Linked DNA regions of Anas platyrhynchos: region 2 is linked to region 1. The links are chromatin contacts, called in public Hi-C maps. All regions are on one chromosome and are shown on one strand. The core of a region is the stretch at or near the end of the contact, and the rest is flanking DNA. Distances in the headings are between cores, read along the strand shown.

Region 1 (5,655 bases), core at 2,519-5,018:
CATATGTACTATCCACAGATGACCCTCTGCTCCCAAAAACTGCTTGAGAAGTTCCTTCCCCTTAGGCCTTTAACAAAGGGATGCTTTGCCTGGAAATTGCAATGGGATCTTTCTTGGTACATTGTGTGATGTTTCTGTGGGGTGGTTTGTTGAGCAATGTGAGACTGAGTCGGATTGTGGAAGGAATACTGAGCATACCCAAAGGAAGAGTACAGGCTCAACTGGGGCTGCTCATTTCAGGATTGGGTGCTTTTGGTGGTGGGGGTTGATATACCCAGATGGTACCCAATCTCCTAGGCTTGCTTCAGAACAACTTCAACCACTTCTTTTAGCTGGTTACAACCTTATGTCTCTGAGGGCTTGCTGACCTGGTCAGTAGGTTATTTTCTTATTCCTAGACAGGAAGGCATTGGGCAAGGTTACTCCGTTCCTATTTTTTGCCTGATGTAGGTGGTCCTATCCTCTGCTGTGACTCTTTTCAGACAGAAGAATATAGATTTGTATTTTGTTGGTAAGACTGTATACTAATTTCTGACTCCTGAGCTGAACTCAACTGGATCACTCTCTTTGAATATGTAACCTTCAAGCGACTTGTGCTGTATGAACGCTGCCCTGCTTTGGCAGTGCCCTGCAGGGCACTCACCCCTGTTCTGTCCACGTCCATGCCCTGCTCCTCCCAGGAAGCCAGGGTGCTGCTCCTGTTTCTCTTCTTGATTGCTTCTGTTTTGAGTAATGCTGTTTCTGGAGCTCTTTGCAGTTGTAGGGGGCAGTTTTGTCTAGAGGCCTGCATTTGCTGTAGCAGTGGGTGAGCACTCCCACGTGGCAGGTTTTCCTGCCTCCCCCAGTCATGAAGCTTCACCCTTTAGACGTTTTGTGGGATGTACTGGACTTCTCAGTGCGCTTGTGAGGCTTCCCCTGTAGGCTGGCTGAATACAAAATTTGTTACTAAATGAATATTTCTGCAGATTGCTATTAGTTACCCTAAGATATGTGTTTAATGTATCTTGGTGGTGCTGGTACTGGACACATGAGGGATGTGCAAATACCATTTGCTTGGTTTTAACTTATCTCTACTCTTGTCTGTGTGTACATTAGTCCACTTTAAATCATGCTTTTTAGTTTCTGATCTTTATATTAAGGAGTATTATTTTTGTCTTAAGGTTTTCTTTATGAGCTCTGTATTAAAAAGGAGGGGAAAAAAAGAATCAACCAAATTATAATCCAGACAAACATATTTGGGAACTACTTCAGCCATGAGAAGAAATTTGATTATTTTCCAAAACTATAAGTAGAGATATTCTTGAAATTTTAATAAACAGTGTTTTGGGAACAAGTCTTTATAGGTTTTCCAAGTCTCACTAGCTTGCTATTGAAACATGTTCAAGATTCAGATCCATGCTGGTGTTTAGATGACTAGGTTTTACTGAGTCCAATGACAAAATATCTTGCAGATTTCAGCTTTGGATACTTTGCAAAGCTCCTTCCCTTTTGCTGTTCTGATCATCTTTGTGGGTGCCTATATGAAATCAAAATTTGAATTGTCCACTCTTAAAGAAATGACTGATTGATGTGGATCTCTGCTTGCTCTCAAGCAGACTGTTTTTCCCACCTGAGTATCCTGTACCTTTTACAATTGCTTTTCAACCCCAGGCATTTATTACTCTCATTTAGCACTGAAGTACTTGCATTCATTTTGAGTCTGTGTCATGAGGTGGTTGTATACCATAGTGACATCTCCCTTGATTTAATTAAATGATGATGAATAGCTTCTGAGTCTTCAGGAGAGTCATGCACTTTAAAGAAGCGTGACCAAACGCACATGTATTTAATTGCTGTGTGCATGTGTATATCACTGCCCTCTCCTGCATGAAATAGGTACTGCTCCAAGACATGCCTCAGGCCATTTTATTGAGAGCCCTAGAGGTGTGTTGTCTTCATGCTGAAGGAAAAGGGTCTTGTGGTTTTGGCTTTGGAGAAGTTCTGACTGTTGGTTCTGTGAAGCTCACGGTGCCTGTGGTGAGTGGCAATAGGATAATCCTCCATGCCCTCAAAATGAAAGGGGGAAAAGAGGAGGAAGACTTAACCTGGTCTTGTCTCAAAGCAGGTTGGGTTGTAACTATTGAGTTGATATGGTTGTATTTTTAAAAGTACTAGAAAATAAATGATGTTTCTTTAGAGTTTTTCTTAATGATTGTTGGATAGTATTCTCCCCTGGGAAACACTAATGGGCATTTGTGTAAAATTTTCATGACATGGAAAGGTCTAGTTAGATGTTGAATGTAAAATGGGCCCAGCTGGCTCAAATGAAATAATTTAAGTTAGAATTGGGATACGAATCCAAAGCTGCTCACAATTGCAGGTACTTGGCTCTAAGATTTTGCAGTGGAACTTAAGAAGTAGCATGGCCAGATCTGAAATCCAGAGAAGTTCAATGCACATTTCCATAAAATGAAGTGTTTCCTGAAAGAAGCTAATTTCTTATTGCAACTGACGACAACACTCATAAATTTAATTTTCTTTGTTACTTTCTAAAAGAATTCCTATCCACTACCATACCTCTGCCAGACACTTGAAACTGAGTCATGGTGTCTGTCTGTAAATATTAGAAGGCATATCAACTAGCAACAGAAAGTAATCATTGAAGTAGTAGAAATTCATCTTAGTTCTAAGACTGTGAGTAAAAAAGCTGTGCAAGAGCCACAGGGCAGGGAGCTCCAACAAGAGAGTGCCAAGTGGGGGACCACATGCCTCCGGTGGTTGGAAATGTAGTATGAAGTCATTTGTGTGTAGGTTATGAATTCATGGCTTTCATCCTGGCTAAAGGTCATGGCTATCTGCAGTGGTACTAAACTAAACTTTAAGGTTCTGCAATATAAAATAAATGAAGAAAAAAAAAAGGAGGCACCTAATGAATGAAGAAGCAAATAAGTGTGACAACTGATGTGATGGGCTAGATTTCTGAGAAGTGCTCAGCCCATTTGGTATGGAGTGGTTTGCAAATTGGTTTACTTGTTTAGGGATTAAAGCTAGGCTATTTTTCAATAATAGAAATACATTTTCGAATTTACTAGCACTAACTGGTATCTAGCATTCTCTGATTCCTTTGTCAAAAGCTGTATTCAGGACTGAAATGTATGAGCCAAGTCATTCTTAGCATGGACTGTACTTTCCCCCCATCTTTCAGGTTAGAGCTGGATGTGCGAAGTGGGTATAATCAGGCACCTAAAGTGCAGACAAGTACTTGGTCTATGTATTTTGTGGAAAACTAACCTTTTTCTTATCTGGAGTCATGAGAATTTTAGATATTCTTTCTCTCTCATTTGGGATAGATTGAAGTTCCTAAATGAAAGGAGGCTTGAAAAAGGTTGTATATTCATGTTTGAATTTGGATTGTAGGGGTTGTTTTCCCAAAGGTTGTATTCATAGAGCAAGGAAGGAGGTAGTAGCAACACAGGCAAATTGAGATGCGAAATGTATCTTTGAATGGTTTACATGTCAGGTGTGGATTTACTGGGATGGGTAAAGAGAAGGGGTTGTTGACACCATTCTGTTGCATCTCAACTGGGCTGTTAGCAAATTCCCACTTCATGAATGCTGAACAGTGCTAAGGCATGTAAGAGGTGTGCAATCCTCTCAGGGACACTATGCAAGGCTAGAGGCGGACTGTAGGGCAAAACGTCACTTGTGGCCCGTGGATGTGGAGGTTTGAAACACAAGTTTGCATCTGGGCTGTGCCTGAATGTGCAGTATTTGAGGAGGCCTTGGCTATTGCCAGTGGTCTCTGGATGAAACTGGAGAAAGTATGGAAAGATTAGGAACTTGGGACAGTGAGGACATTTTTGGAGAAGATTCAGTTCAGTGAGCCATTGCCAAGAGGCTTGTCCTGTCCAAGACAGACAGACAAGGGGGAGAAGAATGATGATTCAAAATGGAAGGGTGACAAAAACGTGGCAAAATGAACAAGCTTCCCTGGACGCTTCTAACTACAGAAACAGCCTTTCCTCAGGGATTCTTGCAAACATCTGCCACCAAGTTTATATCTGCTATGACAGCCAGATGCTGAGGTGCGCTAGCACAAACAGATAAAGCTGCACATCCTGTATCCTATGTGCTTTGCTAGCCAAGTATGAATTGAAGGTTCATCAATTATTCCTTTTTTTTTTTTTTTTTTTAAATAATTATTCTTTATTTTATGCTTTGGGCTCATTTTCCACATTCCTGAGCTCAGTCTGGCTAACAGAAATCTCTTATCCACCTGCTGCTGCTGTGCAGCCAGAATTTTGGGGCAGTGAACGGAATACAATTTTAAGGGAAAAAATAATAATCAGTGATTCTTTTGCCCCAGTAAGTTCCAGGCATTTTTCAGCTCAGACTTTTCAGTTTACCTAGAAAGATGACTTGGAATTTTATTAAATTTGCCTCACAGATTAATCCAGACATTGCAATGGTTCTTGAATATATTATTGTAAAAATGGTCAGCTAATGAGAGTAAAGCAACTTAGATGAGTAATTTATGATCTTCATAAAGGTAGGTCATAGTGATTAAGTACAGCCAAGTTGTAACTGAACAAGATGACTAGAAATCTGATAACCACTGTATCTGATGTCGTAATATTTTTTGAAATTTTGCTGTGGAAATAATATAAAGACACTGGTGTTGTCAGTTACATCTATCTGCTGTCTGATTTTAGTCCTTTGACATACTTATTCTACAAAAGGTGTAGAAAAAATAACCTGCTCTCTTGCTTTCCACTTGATCTTGCTGTTTTCATGGCTGCAGTGAAGGAAACCCTCTTGGGAAGGTGAAGGATTCTGTGTGAGGGTTGGATTCAGAGAAAGTAGGTATGAAGAGCAAATTATCGATATTTCCTTGATGTGATGTGAGGGAGAAGGGGAGAAGTGTTGAAGTGTTTTAGCGCTGGTTGACATGAGTCTTTGTGCTGATTAGAAACCATAAAACAGAAAAAGCAGGGTTATTTGGGAGTAAAAGACATATTTCTACATTTTGTTTTGCTGCCTATTTTTTGTGGTTTACATGGTCGGTGCATTGTATTGGTGAATATTTCCATGCATTCTGTGTGGTGTTTTTTTTTCATCTGATCAAATGTAATTGCATTTCTATTGATCTGAGGGAATAATAACAATTTCCTTTCAGCAGCGAGGTTTCAGTCTCTGACACATCACTGAGCCACATCAAAAATGGGACTTCAAATAAGAATAAGGGAACTGAACACAACATCTCAGGTTCTGAATGCAGAAATAGCAAACAGGCACAATCTCTCTCATTATGCTTGGATGTTTGGAAAAAGAACATGCCAGAAATATTCCTATTCTTTGTTTTTGGCATGACTACTAAATTGTACTAATCAACTGGATGTTCCTTTGGAAGGTTACAGTAAATCACAGAACTGGACAGAAGCCAGCATTTCCTTCCATGATGCAAATCTTAAGAGATACAAAAAGTCTGCGATGGGCTATTCTCAGATTCAGCTTCCTTGTGAAAAGAGTCTGCTCACGAGTAACAGAGCCACAAGAGGGCAATGGGTCTTTTATTCAAGCTGGATGATGCTGGAGGGAAAAAATAATGGGGAAAAAAAAAAAAAAGAACAAGGGTAATTCAAACAGTTAAGTCCTTCAGACAATGGTAAAAGGTAA
Region 2 (5,616 bases), core at 2,614-5,113, 94 kb before region 1:
TATGTGGCTGCACTTCTTCACAGTGCTCCGAGAACACTCCTTGCACAGGAGCTGAAGAAATCCCCAGCCACGGGTCCCTTTGATCTCAGATAAAGGTCAACCTGTCGAGCAGAAAGTGTGATCGGAAATGCTACCTCCCGTCATCCCTCACTTTCTCTTTCTTACCCTGAAATGATTCACCCTATTTTTCAGGGCGCGCCTTCACCACAGCAGGCATGGTTTTCACTTCGGCTCTGCGGCATACTTTTACTTCATCCCATGCATCAGCCCGCTTCAGCCAGGACTGCCAGGATTTTCAGTGAACAGGCATGGAGCTGGGACAGGGAGGCTCAGGTTGGGTGTTAGGGAAAGGTTCTGCACCCAGAGGGTGGTCGGGCACTGGGACAGGCTCCCCAGGGACATGATCACAGCACCGAGCCTGTAGGAGTTAAAGAAGGGTTTGGACAATGCTCTCAGACATAGGGCCTGATTTTGGGGTGGTCCTGTGTGGAGCCAGGACTTGGACCCGATGGTCCTTGTGGGTCCCTTCCAACTTGGATATTCTGTAATTCTATGATTCTGTGATTCAATGAGCTGATAAAAAAATGCCCACAATACTTGCGTCCACAGTATCTCAGCAATGTCTGACGGCTATTGTAGTTTTATTTACACACATATACACGTAGGCCTACTATGTCAAAAAGCCGCAGTTACCGCGTTCTCCTAAAGAACACACGCTGTCTTCCTGTGCTCGGTTTGAGGCTCTCTGAGCATATTGTGGGACCTCAGCTTCCCAACACCGGTCCCTGCAAAGTGCAACATCAGAGTTTCTGCCACACAAAAGTGTTGGGAGCCGCAGAGCCCCGCTGTTCCTCACAGCACCCATCCTGGCAGGCTCCTGGCTGCACAGCATGGGGCAGCGCGGCCTGCACGTGCTAGGGGTAAGACGACCGGCACAGCAGTTTTGTTTATAACTGTATCCAGCTATAAATACTGACGTGCATTGTTGTGTTTTAAATCCATTTTTAATTCCCATATAACTTCAGCATTGTTGTTACAGCTGTGAAGGCTGGTTATTAACTGACAAATACCTTGCGCAAAGGTAGACGCTTCCTCTGCTGAGTTTCCTCAAAGCCATATTGGCTCAAGATGGTTATCACCAAGGAAGATGAGTGACGGGAACAGTAATATTGAAGTCTTCAAGTATAGGCCTTGTCACCTGCTTGGTCTGAAATGATAGCGTGTGATGATAGACTGGATGGGTTTTGCTTTTCACAAACTAAGCCACCTTACACAGCTCAGGAGGTGGAATGAGGTGCCGACGTCTGGGACCGGGTACATGTCCGTGTTCTCAGCTGGGAGCTGTGCCCTGGCATGAGCCAGGAGATGCTGCTGAGGGGGAAATACAAAGGTATTTCCAGGTGGGATGCAACACAGCAGCACTGTCACTCAGTACTGATAGTGGGAGGATCATGTTTTATTCAATCCCTCTTCACAGAGGTGTAGTTCACTACCTATGAAGCTCAATCAAGTGACTTAGGAAAGCTGCTTCTGGGTATGGATTATGAAAAAATGAAACAAAACACAATGGAACAACCATGGACTTTGTTTTTATTCTGTGCAACGTCTTCTGGCACCCTGACGCTTGCACAAGGGAGAAGCAGTATACGACTGCAGAACGTGGAGATTATCTCCCATACATGATCCTCAAAGTGAAAGCGGAAACGGGGACTGAATCACGACTATCAGCAGTCATTCAGTCTCTTGGACCTAATTCTGGGAGGTTTGTCATGAGGATTAGCACTGGGCACAGAGGGCTGGTCTCTCTTGACTTTATTATCGTCAGTGGAATGGAGAGGCTCCCTCGGAGGACAGTTTGGATTCCTGTCTGTCTGTCAATTCTCAAATTCAGGTTGTGCCAGGATGTAGTCATAAGGTGTGTCAGTCCTCTTCCAGGCTGCCAACTTTTTCTGCAGAATTTTAGCTCTCCTTTTTCTAACACAAGCTTCTTACTGCTACCATTTCCAAGAAAAATCTAATGAGATGACTTGTGTGAGATGCAGGCATGTTTGCTTGAGTCTGTGGAGAGCCTTCTGGTTTAGCTGTAGGGTTTTGCCTCGTTTCAGTGAAGTGCTCGTCCTGGTGCCAAGTGATAGTAAACCGCTGCCAGGATTCTTGATTATTTTACTGACCCATTTAAGCCTAGTATTGTATTTCTAAAATCAGGCTGTTACGCTTGGCATAGTTTTTTAAGGTAGTACCCGCTTTGGAGATGTGCATTAAAAGGTGTTAAGCAATGTTTTCACAGCAGTTTCCTAGGAAAGAAATGCACTGACTTGTGTGAGAAGACAGTCGGTTGCTAGATGCGAGTGTGCCTGGCCGTGCAGCAGAGCCCCGCTGACCCCAGCAGTGCGGTTATCTGCAGTTTATCTGCAGTTTACCTACTGCTGCCGCCGATGCTCCTCCTGTCAGCACCGCTGCAAGAATTAGTATGTATAGCACACCTATATAATGCTGGTTTTTCATCTGTACTTAAAACAGAGTTGTTTTTTTTTCTGTGTGTGAAATAAAGCTAAAGTATAGTGGGAGATGATAGATTTGCACCACGAAGCGCTACACTCCCATAGTAACTTTTGTTATTTTTTGGTGGTTATTTTTGTTCTTCAGTAGGAATTACTGTTAGTTGGAAGAGTGGTAGGTTCCAAAGGTTTCAGATGGGTTTCAGAAATTTCAAAAGTTAGCTTTTTGCTTTCTGCTTGCAGTGTGTCTGAGAGTGCTTTCGGTGAGGAATCCCATTTTCTAATACCCCTTGTAATATTAGTAATGAACTGGCTTATTTTATGGCCATGCTTGTCACTTGAGCCTCTGTGATTGGAAGTTCATCTGTCTGATTGATAGTTCGTCTGTATCAGACGATACATCCGAATGATATTTCAGAATTGATAGATCATCTGTATTTATTTCACGGAGAAATACATTGTTGAAATCAATTTTTTGTATAGTGATGGAAATTAAAAAAAAAAAAATGTGGTTTGGATATTTTCTTTCCAAGCCTGGTGAAGATTAATGAAAAATAATTGCACGGGGACAGTGCATGTGGTCTGGGTGGACAGGGGGTGCTACAGCAGAATAGCTTTGCATGGCTATTTTCTCGTTTGTAAGGATTTTTTGCACAGGTCTTTTCTTTGCACAGGTATTTTCTTGTTTGCAAGGATTGGTATTAGTAAGAATGGAGGTTCCCCATAAGCAGCTTTGAGTATTCGTAGTGTGTGTGTGTATTTTTTGTTTTCCTTTGGGACAGACGATGGGAGATCTTCACCTTCCTGTAGGAGATTGTAAAAGCCAGTTAGAATACTTTGGATAAACTTGGGACCTAAGGGATGGTTAGCCAAGTAGTGAAGAGCCTCGCACGTCCCAGTAGGTTGCACATTCTTAGAAATAACTCCCCAAACGCTGATTTCCTTTAACATCCTTTCCCCGCGTTCTTCAAGGTGCCTCTAAACGACCCCTGGCTCGACACGAGCGGGCGGCTCAGCGCCGAGCCTCGACCCCCGCAGGGCCTTGCCGCAGCCCCCCCACCCCTCACACCGCTGCCCCTCCGTGCGGGCCGGGCCCCTCGGGGCTCCCGCTCCCCCTGCTGGCCGGGCCGGGGGCGGCCACCTGCGGCCGGGCCGAGCCGGGCGGTGCCGGGCCGGGCCGGGCCGGGCCGGGCCGTGCGGGAGGGAGGGAGGGGGCGAGGCGCGGGGCAGGGCCGGGCCGGGAGGGACTCGGGGCGGGAGGCGGGCGGGCGGCGCGGCCCCCGCGGGCTGGAGCCGTGCGCGGGCGGAGTCCAGTCCGGGATTTCGGGGGCGCCGCGCGGTGACACATCGGCATCACGGGGGCGCGGCCGGGCGGCGGGCGGGGGCTGCGCGCTGAAAGGCGGCGGAGCGCGGCCGCGCTCACTCCGGCGCGGCGGCGGGACGGCGCCAGGCTGCCTGCACTGCCCGGGCTGGACTCCGCGCCGGGGCCGCCAATGTGCCCCGGCAGGCAGGCTCTCACCTCGCCCTCCGGTAAGCTGCGCGCCGCCGGGGCCGGGGCAGGGGCAGGGGCTGGGGCTGGGGCAGGTGCGGGGCCGGGCGGGCGGAGAGGGAGGGAGGAAAAGAGAGCGAAGGGGGCGGCGGGGCGAGCCCCGGAGCCGATCTGCTGGCGGCGAGGCGGCGGCCGGGCTCGCAGGCTGTCAGGCGGCCGCCGACGGCAGCGCCGAGCACATGGCAGCCGCTCGGCTCCGGCTGCAGCCCCGCTCCCCGCTGCCCCCGCGCTCAGCCCTGGCCGGTGCCGGGAGCGCCCCGCGGAGCCGCCGCGGTGAGGCTCGAGCTGCTTTACGGTCGTCGGTGCTGCTTTTACTACCGCTGCTGCTGGTTTCTAGCATCGCTGCAAGCCCGGTGTCTGCCTCGGGAGGACGGGCGGAGCGCTGCCCCTCGCAGCAGCCGCGGGGAGCGAGGGGCAGGCGACCCCCGAGGGGCGGCGGGGTGGGCTGCGAGCCCGGCTTGGCCGCAATTAGCGCCTCCCGGCGTAATTAGGGAGGTAATGGGCTTCGGGGCGTGCTTTTTTTTTTTTTTTTTTGCGCCTGGAAGCGGCGGGGCGAGCAGGTGCCGGGCGGCACGGAGCGGGGCGGAGGGCGAGGAGGAGGAGGGCGGCGGTGCCCTGACAGAGCCCGGGCGGCGCTCAGCGGCCGGGGGGCTCCGGGCAGACCCGGGGGGGAAGGAGCCGAGCCGTGCCGTGCAATACCGAGCCGTGCTGTGCTGTGCCGAGCCGAGCCGTGCCGGCTGCCCGCAGCCGTCTGCGGGGATTCCCCGCCCCGGCAGCGGCCGTGCCGCCGTGCGCTGGCGCTTTAAACGCCGGGAAGTCCGCCCTCCGCAGGGAGCAGCGACCTCGGGCTGCGCCCTCCCCCTGCAGAAGGCGGGGGGGAAGCCCTTGTTTTCATTCATAACTTTTTTTTTTTTTTTTTTTTTTTTTTTTTCCCCTCCCCTCCTCTTCCTTCCTCCCCGTCAGCTGCGCGCCCCGCCAGGCTCGCAGGGGGCGCCGCCCGCCGCAGCACCTCGGGGCCGGGGCTCGGCCAGCCCCGGGAGCGGTGCGGAGCGGAGCCGCCCGGTCCCCTCGCCCCGTCCCGCCTCATGCGGCCCCGTGAGCCGGGGGCAGCCGCCGCTGCGAGGCCCGGGGGTGTCCCCCCGGCGGCTTCCCTCGGCCCCTGCCGCCCTCCGCCTGCCCCCCAGATGGCACTGGCTGCCTTTCGCCGTGCCGTGGGATGTGGTTTTGCCTTCCCCCGGGAGCCCGGCTGCCGCCCGCTGCGGCTGTGAAGCTCTCCTGCTGCGCCTTCATTCAGCCTCAGCGCCTGGCGGGGCGGTGTGCGGAGTGAATCAGAAGTGAGTGCGGTGCTCCTCGGCTTCTCGTGCTTGCTTGCTTCCGAAGCCCGTGACCCTAAAGCCCTCGCAGGTGACATTTAAACGTCAAATCAACCTTCGGCTGGCGGATCAGCACGGAGACTTTGCGTCCTGGTAGAAGCTGGTGCTAAGCTTGTGCCAGCGCTCAGGGTGATGCAGATGCGTGGCTACCTGCTAGGATAAGTCCTGCTCTGTTCTCCGTGTGTCCACGGTGCCT

Evidence for each region. Hi-C and Micro-C count contacts between places; a contact is called where the count stands out from the background.
Region 2: a Hi-C map of subcutaneous adipose tissue shows a contact between it and region 1, with 4 times the contacts expected there. The contact joins the promoter of SPRY1 here to the enhancer-like site in region 1. A contact is called at or near these places in 3 of 8 Hi-C or Micro-C datasets (liver, skeletal muscle and subcutaneous adipose tissue).

The regions. Positions count from the first base shown.
Region 1 is chr4:45,963,879-45,969,533 of IASCAAS_PekinDuck_T2T, reverse strand. No RefSeq gene overlaps it. Among named protein-coding and RNA genes, the nearest start is that of SPRY1, 93 kb to the left of the region's middle. Within about 2 kb of position 3,768, at least 1 of the 8 cell types and tissues checked has an H3K27ac peak or open chromatin away from gene starts, as enhancers often do. A contact at or near this core is called in subcutaneous adipose tissue, where this site is marked.
Region 2 is chr4:46,057,761-46,063,376 of IASCAAS_PekinDuck_T2T, reverse strand. SPRY1 (sprouty RTK signaling antagonist 1) reads left to right here and starts at 3,863. Exons shown (of 2, transcript XM_027456822.3): 1 at 3,863-4,028.